2 separate regions of the Mus musculus genome follow, and region 2 is linked to region 1. A link is a contact called in public promoter capture Hi-C data. All regions are on one chromosome and are shown on one strand. The core of a region is the stretch at or near the end of the contact, and the rest is flanking DNA. Distances in the headings are between cores, read along the strand shown.

The links. Capture Hi-C pulls out chosen DNA fragments and counts their contacts.
Region 2: a contact with region 1 is called in a promoter capture Hi-C map of liver. The contact joins two enhancer-like sites. A contact is called at or near these places in 1 of 39 promoter capture datasets (neutrophils), 1 of 484 Hi-C or Micro-C datasets (nephron progenitors) and 3 of 9 other capture datasets (adipose tissue, liver and pancreatic islet).

Annotation. Positions count from the first base shown.
Region 1 is chr11:61,385,885-61,391,559 of GRCm38.p6, reverse strand. It overlaps Gm42081 (a long non-coding RNA gene), which reads left to right. Exons shown (of 2, transcript XR_879912.1): 2 at 1-432. Among named protein-coding and RNA genes, the nearest start is that of Gm42081, 9.1 kb to the left of the region's middle. Within about 2 kb of position 2,424, at least 2 of the 459 cell types and tissues checked have an H3K27ac peak or open chromatin away from gene starts, as enhancers often do. A contact at or near this core is called in liver, where this site is marked.
Region 2 is chr11:61,543,048-61,548,722 of GRCm38.p6, reverse strand. Epn2 (epsin 2) reads left to right here. Exons shown (of 11, transcript NM_001252188.2): 3 at 1,812-2,573; 4 at 4,395-4,565. The coding sequence starts at 1,979. Among named protein-coding and RNA genes, the nearest start is that of Epn2, 34 kb to the left of the region's middle. Within about 2 kb of position 2,087, at least 12 of the 459 cell types and tissues checked have an H3K27ac peak or open chromatin away from gene starts, as enhancers often do. A contact at or near this core is called in liver, where this site is marked.

The sequences.
Region 1 (5,675 bases), core at 1,175-3,674:
CAACCTAAGACAGGGATCAGACCACTGTTGTCTGTCTCCTGATGACGGGTAAGGAGCATTGTTGCGGGGGGGGGGGGCAACCTAAGACAGGCATTCTCTCTGCCAATTTAAAGAATAAGGGGGAGATGTGAGGAGTGGGTGTGGCCGCAGCCCCAAGATAGCGCCCGGGACTGCTGCTAAGTCTTATGACTGGCACCTGACTTCCTCATATCCCTCAAGATAGCCATGTACCTTGAGCTGCATTGCGCAGATGCACCACGACGTAAGGTCGGATGATGTGACGAATGTAGTCCTGAGCCAATGAACTGTGCCTACGTGGACTGGGCTGAGGGGGAGTGGACTGGAGGGGAAAAAGGGGGATGGCCGAGAGAGGTCGGGGCATTCATTTTCCTGCACATTGTGAAGTTCCTGAATAAACTGCCTTGAGAAGGACGTCAGTTTCATCGCTTCTTTTCTGCTGGTCGGAGACAGTAGGGACACATGACTACATCCTGTCCCTCTTACATTCAGAGATGCGACAGTGTGGGCTCTGGAGGAGAGGGTGTTTCTGTGGCTTCAAGTCTGTGTGTGGATACTACCCAGGCTGGGAAAGCAGCAAGCATCAGGACAGGGTCTGGAGGCTGTTCAGCTTTGAGCCTTCTGAAGTTGATGAAACCCCAGAGACAGAGAAACCCCCTGCAGTAGCTTACCTCAGTCTCTGAGAAGGGCAACTTCTCTTAAGCAGTCTTTAGCTCCCAGGGAGCTGCATGGCTACAAATGAGATTTTAGGACAGGAGCCCCAGCTCTGGCCAGCCCCAGTGAGTTAGGCTTAGCCGCCATCTTGAAATGAGAGATGTAATAATGGAAAAAGCAGACAGGATCAGGGCCTTATCCATATGAGCAGCCAGGAAGAATAGACAAAGGGATCCTGTGCCTCGAGTCTGCCTTGGTGTTTTTTAGTCAAAGCTGACATCTCGATGATCCCTGTTGTACTTTTGGCTCTGCAAAGGGGTCAGAAGAAGTCCTTACTTCTTGGGGACACCTCAGTTCTCAGGATGTGGTTGCTCCTGCTGCACACTGCTGCCCCACCCTTGAGGTTAATTGCCCTCACATGGGGAGTGGGCTGTCCTGGAAGGCTCTGCCCTTCATCTAGCGTCTCTAACAGGATTGTGGTCATTGAGTCGGCTAGCTTTATCTTTGTGCCTTCAGGTTGGAAGGAGTTGAGCTGGGTTAGCTATCCCTGTTTTCTAGGGTGATTAACAGGTGTACCTGCCCTCGAGCACACGAAGCAAAGGTGAGAAGGCAGGTGCACAATGAAGGCAGAGGTGCTGGCCTTTCCTTTCTAAAAGCAAGTGAGGAGGCCGATCTTCAGACAAAAGCAGCTTCCGGGCCCTTGTTTGATACAGCCAGCCCCAAGGGGAAGGGGAGGATTCAGCCTTATGAAGTGCTTTCCTACAGAGGGAAAATTCTCTAAGACAAAGATCAGAAAGAAACTGAATGGCGGTCTGCTCCACTCCTCAGGGTGGACAAACAGTGGCTGAGGGCAGAGACAAAGGGACCAAGAAGAGCACCGAAAGCCATTTACAGTGTATACAGCAGATTAGGGAACTAAATAGGAGACAGTGTTAGTAGGAAATAAACTGAATAGCAGAAGCTCACACACTCCCCCCTCTCAGGGAAGGAACATACCAAAATGTGATTCCTTCTGAGAAAGAAAGACAGATTTGTCTTTGTTGACTCCTGCACACACACACACACACACACACACACACACACACACACACACACACACATGTTCCTGTTTTTCTCCAGGAGATGATAAAGAATCAAGATGATGTGCTGACCTGCAGAGCAGAGGGCTCCATTCTAAACTTAGCCGCGTCCTCTGACTCCTTATGTGATCTTGGAAATTTGCTTTATATTTGCACCATCCAACTTTCCGTCTGTAACATGGAAATAGTGAAGTTTCCAGACTCACGTGGCCAGTGAAAGAGCCCGGTGGCTGTCTGTGCCTTGAGTGAGGCTGGCATAAGCTGTTAGAGACTGGTCCAGTTAGCTGTGCCCTTCTAACACCATGGCTAGGCGCTCACTCGGTCAGTTAGAAGCAGAAGGTTGCAAACAGCCCCAACCTGGATTAAGAGCAGGATTTAGTGTTGTGTGTCTGTAGTATCAGCTACTTGGTAAGCAGAGGCAGGAGGGTCATTTGAGTCCGGGGGTTTAGAAACAGTGTAGGGAACGCGAATATAGTTGAGATTATACCTCAAAAAAAAAAAAAATCAGCAAAATAAGAGGCTGGCAAGGCTCAGTGGATGAAGGCACCTACTGCCAAGACTGATGACTGGAGGATCCACAGGGTAGGAGAAACGTTCTCTCCAGTTGTCCTCTGAGCTCTACAGGCACACCACACGAACACACCCAAGTCAATAAGTGCAACGAAACTTTTAAATAAACAAAACAGCCTTCCCAGACCACAAAACTGAACAAACAAACTGCCACGCACCTGAGAGACAGGAGACTATGGTGAGTTCAAGGTCAGTTTGAGTCAAGTTAAACCCTGTAACAAAGAGACAAACAAACAAACAAACACATGAAATAAAGAAAACTCAAATTGAGACTAAGAATATTCTGCTGTCAGCATGATTTTCTGACCCTGATGTGTTGTAGATAGACCTTTCAAATCCACACCAAAAAAAAAAAAAAAAAAAAAATCAGAAACCAAGACCATCACAGGCAGCCTGGCTCTTATCAGGCAGAGATTTTGACCTTGGCTATTTTGAAAGATAGTGTTTTTGTTGTTGGTGGTTTTGTTGTTGTTGTTTTGCATCTTGCCCTGCCCCACCTCATCAGAACACTGTAGAAGGTGTCTCTGGATGGAGGGGAGAGCCAGAGGAGAGATGGGGTGAGTGGCTGTGAAGGTCTCACTGTAAATACAATAAAACTACTGTGTCTCACAACTGCAGTTACCTACAGAGGGCCTGCATAAGACCCACCATGCCAAAGAGGCCTCATGAAAGAAGGGACTCACGGGCTCCACCCTTTACTGCTGAGCTACTGGAGAGGAAGAACCACCATATTTAGTTGTGAACCAACTGCCGAGCCCACCAGGCTCCCACAGGTAGCTCCAAACCCAGAATGGCACAGCCTTGGTTTGTGACTCAGCGGGTCACAAAACGAACACAGGAGCACGAGAAAGGTATTTTTAAGGAAGAGGGGGATGTGCAAAGAAGGCAATAGAGAGATGGGATAGCATAGGGGGCGACAATGTCATTGCGCATTACCTATTGTGTGTCAAATTGTCCAAGAACAAATTTATTTAATTAAAAAAAAAGTAGAGCCTCTTAACAAGCAAAATCTACCAGCAGGGGGCACTAGTGGCATACTCCAAAGTAGGGGGGGGGGCGCATTTTCTCCCTTTACTGGTTGCTCATAAGCTTTCTTGTTTGAGTAGCCCAGGCTGGTCTGAAACTCTATGTAGCCCAGGCTAGCTTTGAACCATGGTGATGCTCCTGCCTTGGCCCACTGAGTGCTAGGATTGCTTGCATGAGCCACTACATCCGGCTTGTCCATCTGTTCTTAAATGCTATACATTTTTTTTTTCCCAACAAAAAACTTTGGTTTAGGGCTAGTGAGATGACCCGGGTGTTCAGCACTCTTCCAGAGGACCTCAGCATGGTTCCCAGAACCCACATCAGGGGTCTCACAACTGCCTGTTCCACAGGGAGTCTGCTGTCTTTGGGTGTGTGGGCACCCCACTCACATGAGCGCGTGCGCACACACACACACAGAGTTAAAAACAGTAGAAATGAACCTTAAAAATGAATTTGGCTAGGCAATCATGCTCCCCACTGACCCCCCAACCCCCTGAGAGGTGTCACATGTTTAAGGTTGTCATATGCGGATGGAAGTGGAAAACCTCTTTGTTTGAGCCCACCTCCACAAAGTCACCTAAGTGCACCACGGGTGTTCAAAGCACAGTCAGTTACAGAATAGAAGCTACCCCGTGGCCCTGCGGACACACAGGAGCTGTGGTTGCCCCGGTGTTAGAAGCTTTGTCTTCTTAAGAGGTGCTGGGAAGTTTGGGAGGCGAGGCCTAGCAGGAGGACTTCTGGTCACTGGCTGAGTGACTTCAAAGGAAGTGGTGAGACCTTGGCTCTTTTCTATTGCACACTGCAAGTTTGCTCTACCACATGTTCCACCACGTGGCACTGTCTCACCTCAGACCCCAGTGCTAACCACCCAGGGACTGGAACTTTGTTTTTTTTTTTTTTGTTTGTTTGTTTTTTGAGCCAGGGTTTCTCTGTGTAGCCCTGGCTGTCCTGGAACTCACTTTGTAGACCAAGCTGGCCTCGAACTCAGAAATCCGCCTACCTCTGCCTCCCAAGTGCTGGGATTAAAGGTGTGCGCCACCATCGCCCGGTTGGACTGGAACTTTTAAATCCACAAGTCTCAGGTGTTTTTAAACCACGTTTTATTTATTTATTATCATTTATTTTTTTAAAGATTTATTTATTTATTTTATGTATATGAGCACACTGTAGCTGTACAGATGGTCGTGAGCCTTCATGTGGTTGTTAAAATTGAATTTAGTATCTCTGCTCACTTGGGTCAACCCTGCTTGCTCGGGCCCAAAGATTTATTTATTATTATACATAAGTACACTGTAGCTGTCTTCAGATGCACCAGAAGAGGACATCAGATCTCATTATGGATGGTTGTGAGCCACCATGTAGTTGCTGGGATTTGAACTTAGGACCTATGGAAGAGCAGTCAGTGCTCTTACTCATTGAACCATCCCTCCAGCCCCTATTATCATTTACTTTTAGTGTGTGTGTGTGTGGGGGGGGCAGGGTATAAGCAGGCCATGTGATCACATTTGCAAGTGCAGGTGCATGTGTGATATATGTAGTATATGCAGTTCAGAGGAGCACCTTGGGCAGCAGCCCTTGTTTTCCACCCTGTCTGTGACAGAGGTCTCTTTTCCGTGGTTGTGCACACCAGGTAGGCCGGCTCAGGGCCTTTTGTGAATTCTCCCGGCTCTGCCTCCAATCTCTAGGCATGGGTTCTGGGAATCCTAACACAGGTCCTTACATTTGGACAGAAAGCGCTCTCCCCACTGAGCCATCTCTCTGGTCCCTTTCTGCAGGGACAGGAAGTAGATGGATACAGTGGGAAGCTTAGCCCAGATGGCCCAGAGTTTGGGTGACTCTTGCAAGTCGGCTGCTGTGCAGGTGATTGTCTCTGAGTCCGTGGAGGTTGAACTGAAGGGGAAGGTGAAGGCAGGAAGGGCGGCACACACCTGGAATCTCATCACTCCAGAGGGCAAAGGGGCATGATGACTCCAGGCCGGCCTGGATACATGAGGGGAAAAGAGCATGATATGTGTTGCCAAAGGGTGGAACTAGGAAGAAGGGGACAGAAAGTCCACTCTCACATGAAATATAGTGGAATATCTCAGTTCTAACAATGAAGGGAACATCATATATCAATGAAGAAGAAACAAAAGAAGCCTAGGTTAGAGAGCTGGAAGTGGGGAGAGTATAGGGCAGTCCCCAAGGGCTGTGTCTTCATTTCCTTTTCGAAATATGACTGACAGGGGAATGCTACCAAGCCGGTAAGTGCACGTGGCACAAGCCACAGTGTGGAGGCAACCACAACCCACACGATTTGGACCTTGAGATAAGACAGACTGACAAATA
Region 2 (5,675 bases), core at 838-3,337, 160 kb before region 1:
GTGTCTTTTTCTTCTATGAGGCCCAACCTGTTACTGCATACAGTAAATTACAAGTGAAAAACCTAATTAAATCAGATGTACAGTCACTCTGAAAAAGGTTTTATCTGTTTTCTGACAGGTTTTGGGGATTCATGAAAGCTGAACAGATGGGTAGAGAGGCAGAACATGCCGCCATCTAATGGAGTCAGTGCTCTGGCCTCAGGCACAGACAGGGCTCCTCAGCCTATCTGAGTGAGCAGAGAAGGCAGCTGAGGCTTTATGAATTGTCTCCTTATCTCTGTGGCTGTAGGTGATGAATGACCATTGTATTCTTTGTGTCGCCTTTTTGTTTATTTTTCATGCACCCATTGCCTGCTTAACTGAGTCTTGAAGAAAGAAACTAGGGATGTCTGGTATTTCTCTGACAGAAACACCACAGCAATCCAGGGAGAGGAAGGTTCACTTTAGGTGCCAGGTTCTGGGCTGCCTGAGGATCTGTAGGGAGGGTCTCAGCCTGTTACAGTAGCCAGCCAACTTTAAGATTCCACACCTTGTATTTTATATTTCTGATGGGAAGGAACTACCTCTACTGTTACAAGGAATTAAGCCATAGGGACTGAGCAACTGTAGCAGGGCTGCCGAGGGCCCTTGTTTTCTCTCAAGTCTTCAGTTGTCTTGAGATTTGTTTCTTTATCTTACAGATGAGGATTGTGGCCTGAGGACAGGAATACTGTTTGTAAGTGTAATATCGTTTATTCAGGTGTTTATTTCATGTTGGGCACAGTGTTGGATCCTGGCTCTTCACTGTGAATGGGACAGATGGCGATCACCATACATGCTGGAGATGGGAGATGTGGACCTTACTCTAGCTCTTGTTCATCTGAAGAAAGGAAGGAGATGTGTGCACTGGAGCCTGTGATTCAGCTCTGGGGTTCGGCTTTCCTCTCTGAGATGAGGTGTTAGGCTTGTCCCTGGTCAGAAGATCCTGAGAGCTGGGGTATATGGGGAATGGAAGGTGGTAGTGTAGGTTGTTAGCTTTTCTATAGAAGAGCAGTCAGCATTTCACTAATTCATGCTCAGGAAGGGTCACAGAGAAATGGCACTTAAGGAGAATTTTCTAGGCAGTTAGGGGCTCATGAGCCAAAGCCCAATTTTAAAGTCATAGACAGGCATTTTAGGCTTAAGGTATTTTTGAAATGAGACTTTGTTGCCCCAACACGGAAAACTCTAAGGACTGGACAGGAGTACATCTCAGTGCTGAGGTACATAGTTGATATGCATGTGGCCCAGAGTTCAGTACCCAGCACCAAAGGTTAAAAATACATTTATCACGACATCTCACCCAGTACCTCAGTTTTCCTACATTCGGCTTTTGTTTGGCATTAAAGATAGGCCGCAGTAAAGCCGGGTGTGGTGGTGCACGCCTTTAATCCCGGCACTCAGGAGGCAGAGGCAGGCAGATTTCTGAGTTCGAGGCTAGCCTGGTCTACAAAGTGAGTTCCAGAACAGCCAGGGCTAAACAGAGAAACCCTGTCTTGAAAAAACAAACAAACAAACAAACAAACAAAAAACAAAACAAAAAGATAGGCCACTGCAAGCTAGCCACTCCGGCAAAAACCTTAGGAGATAGAACAATGATCATGGTGTTTGCTTAAGGTTTAAATGAGTTTATTGTTTAGCATGTGGCATTTCTGACCTGATCTTAGTTTTGAAAGCAGGATGGATGTTTTTGTATCCATGGAACTAGGTATGTTCTTGTACACTGCTTGTCTTGGGCTCTCCCATCCTCACCAGTGCTTCTTATAAAAGCAATGTGTTCTTTTTCTCTCTAGGGCATGGCTGCCAGCTTCTGGGACCTGAGGCTTTGGAGGAGGAAATGACTGTGGAGGGCCATTTTGTTCCATCTGCATTTCTGACACGGAAACTTCCTAGGGTGCAGGCTTAGGGGACAGGAAAGTTTCTCTTGAAGGGCTTCACATTTGTAACAAAGAAGATAAAAATGACAACTTCATCTATCAGACGGCAGATGAAAAACATTGTGAACAATTACTCAGAGGCTGAAATCAAAGTCCGGGAGGCCACCTCCAATGACCCGTGGGGCCCATCCAGCTCTCTGATGACTGAGATTGCTGACCTGACCTACAATGTGGTAGCGTTCTCGGAGATCATGAGCATGGTTTGGAAGCGACTTAATGACCATGGCAAGAACTGGCGGCATGTATACAAGGCACTGACACTGCTGGACTACCTTATCAAGACAGGTTCTGAGCGGGTGGCCCAGCAGTGCCGTGAGAACATCTTTGCCATACAGACTCTGAAGGACTTTCAGTACATTGACCGTGATGGCAAAGACCAGGGTATTAACGTTCGAGAGAAATCAAAGCAACTGGTTGCGCTCCTCAAGGATGAGGAGCGGCTGAAGGTTGAGAGAGTTCAGGCTCTCAAAACCAAAGAGCGCATGGCTCAGGTGGCCACTGGCGTGGGCAGCAACCAAATCACCTTTGGCCGTGGCTCCAGCCAGCCCAACCTTTCTACCAGCTACTCAGAGCAGGAGTATGGCAAGGCTGGGGGCTCGCCGGCATCCTACCACGGCTGTGAGTAAACAAAGTACCTCACCTTTATGCGAAAGCTGAGTGGCAGGTGCTGGGGCTGAACACCTGAGCACCTTAGTTCTCAGCCTCTGGCTGAGACCCAGGCGACAGCGTCCTCGATCTAGATTGAGTTACTTACAAAGGGGCTTTTGGTCCCCCTGGCTGCTCTGTGGGTCTTCTGGGAATTTAGTCAAGGCTATGCCATGCTTCTTAAGTTCTTAGGGGAACGTGGACTCCAAGGCCAGTCTCGCCAGATTATTTTTTTGTCCTAGAATGTCAGTCAGCCAAGGGATTGTCCTGCTTTCCAAACCTACAGGGACTCAAATACCTAGTAGCCAGGAGGAAATGACCCTTGTACTTGATCATTTATTTCTGAATCTTGCATTCAGTGTCTTTTTCTACCAACTGAATTGCAGGTCTCTATAATAGCTCAGTCCTTAGTATTTCATTAACCAGACAAGGTTGGATGTCTCTGTTTCACCTAGAAAGGAACACTCTAGGTTAGCATCAGTAAGACTTTCTCCTCACATATGCAAAAGAGTCTCCAGGATTTGATTTGTATGGCTGGGTCTGTGCTGTGCAGGACTGATCTGCGTTCTGATTGTGTGTTGGATCACTTTGGGTCTTTGTTCTATATTCAGAAGACGTTTCAGGGAGAGGAAGTGGTGTTTGGGCCTTGTAGAAGCTGATTTCTGATCCTGCTAGTCTCCTGGGCACTGCCAAGAAGTTATCTCAGGCACACTACACTGTTCATCCTCTATTTCTTAGGGCTGGGCAGCTACTAAGGATCCTGAACTCAGAGAGAAAGGTGGCTCTGGTGGCCCTAGGATGCAGTAGAAACGGGCTTCCAAGCCTATATCCTTCAGAACAGTACATTATGTCAACATAACAGAAACCTTTTTGTTTTTTACTTTCTGAAAGTGAGTCCCCCTGGGTAGCCAGCCTGGCTGCAAACTTGCTATCTTCCTAATCAACCTTCAGGGTGCTGGATGATGGGTGTGTGCTATCTGCATGACCAGCACGGCAGAACACCTTTCCTTCTTAATTTGCTACACACCAGCATTTTCCACTTTTGTATAATAGGCTTCAGTTTGACTTTCTTTGTACCACCATTAGAATTTTGAGGAATGTATTTATTATGTAAGAGATTTACATATCAAAGTCAGGCTTCCTGCCTCTAGGAATTCTAAGTTATTATTAGGGTTGGAGCAGGTTAACATTTTCTTGTATTTCTGGCTATCGTAATTTTCAAGTTTGAGTTGCTTTCTTTAATCTGATGATGACTTGTGAGATAACTTATATCTGAAGGTAGCCGTAAGTCTCTTGAAATCTCCCTGCATTAAGGATTAAGTTGCACACCAAAATAAGCAAACAAACTAATTAATTAAAAAAATAAGATTGGCCCATCAGGAGAAGTTTTATTTTCCTCAAGGTCCCTCCTGTGGAGGATACAAAGCGGGTTGGAACCCTCATAGTTTTAAACAGGGCAGAACATCAAGGTACAGGGTGAGATGGTAGTGTAGAAGCCTGGTTGTTTCATCAGACCCTTCTTACACCATGCCTGAGATCTTTAGCTGTTGATCCTGCCTTGCTTTTAAGGTCCTAATGCTCTGAATGTTCTTATTTTCTAGACTCTGACCTTGAACTGAAATCCAGGGTCAGAGTGTGGCAACAGGCTCTTCATGACCACCAGGCACAGGGCACTGACTTCAGGGATGAGGCAGAACCCTGGGTGGTCTTGGCCTATGTCCCCTACACACTGCTGCGCATCCTCTAATGGTGTGTCTCTTTTTGTGTATGTGTGTGTGTGTCCCTGCTCAACAGCGCCAGAGGCCTCGCTGTGCCCCCAGCACCGCACAGGGGCCATGCTGGGTCAGAGTGAGGAGCTGCAGCCACTGAGCCAGCGCCACCCCTGCCTGCCGCACCTGGGCCTAGCCTCCCACCCTAATGGCGACTGGGCCCAGCCCTGCCTCACTTGTGACCGCGCAGCCCGAGGTGGGACAGCGGTTTACTTTTCTTCATAGAAATGCCATGCAGCTTGCTTAGGGTGGGGCTTGTCATGTCAGTACAGCCAACTCTCTCCCTGCCTCCTGCTGGACCTCCTGTCTAGCTAGCTTCCAGTGCTTGGAATCCTTTCTGCCTCTCTTTCCTGGGAGCTTACAGCCCTGTGCTCCCCTGCCCACACTCATATAACCACCTGCTTAGAGGGGAGCTGCTTAGTGGGTAGGCATGGGTGATGATTCTATCTTCCCTGTATCCCTTGTTCTATGAACTAGAGGTGCTTTGTTGCCTGCCAGGCCACAGAGTGGTAGTGGACCCAAGCGATTGGCCTTTTTGAGATGGAAATGTATGCTTTCAATTTCTGAAAGCTAGTAGCAGACCCTCAGTGATAGCCACTGGAAGCCACTGTTCCCAGTGTAGGAGTAGAAAACTGTTGGACTTCCAGTGGGATTATTTTTGCTTTCCAATGGCCTGTTATCATTGCTGAAATCCCCATTGTCACAATGAACAGAGAGTTAGCTGTACTGTCAATTCTAGGTCACTGTGTTTGAAGAGGCTGAATTCAATGGGTAACTAAAAAATGGGGCTTCTCTTTTGCCTAATTAATAATGCATCCTGGTCAGAGCTACACTGTTGCAGGTTAAACTGGAAACAGATTTTCACTGTTGCTCACAAGAAAATAGTCTCAGTCTAATCTCCCTTTGGTCATAAATGGGTTCTCACTGGAGAAGAAAGCTCTCTTCTACTTTTGCCCAAGGGGCACCAACAGCAAGCCTTTGTGTAATTTCCCTGATAAGGTAGCCAACCTCTATTGAGCCCTGGAGACAGATCTCACTCATTCATGCCTCACTAATATTACAACCTGCTTAACTTGAGTATTTCTGTGATCATTATATTTAGATCTGGGATATTTTCCTTTGTGTCCTGTCTTCTAAGAGTTTGTATGGGCTTTTGGCTTTACTGTTTGGAAAGGTAAGGAAGACCAGCTTTACACAGTTACTGATGTCAGGGTTAGAACTGTTTGGAAGGGTTTCCCAGTGACATGGAAGTTGCATACCCATTATTTTGCTACCACTTGCTTAGGATCTGTTCTCAGGTTCTCCT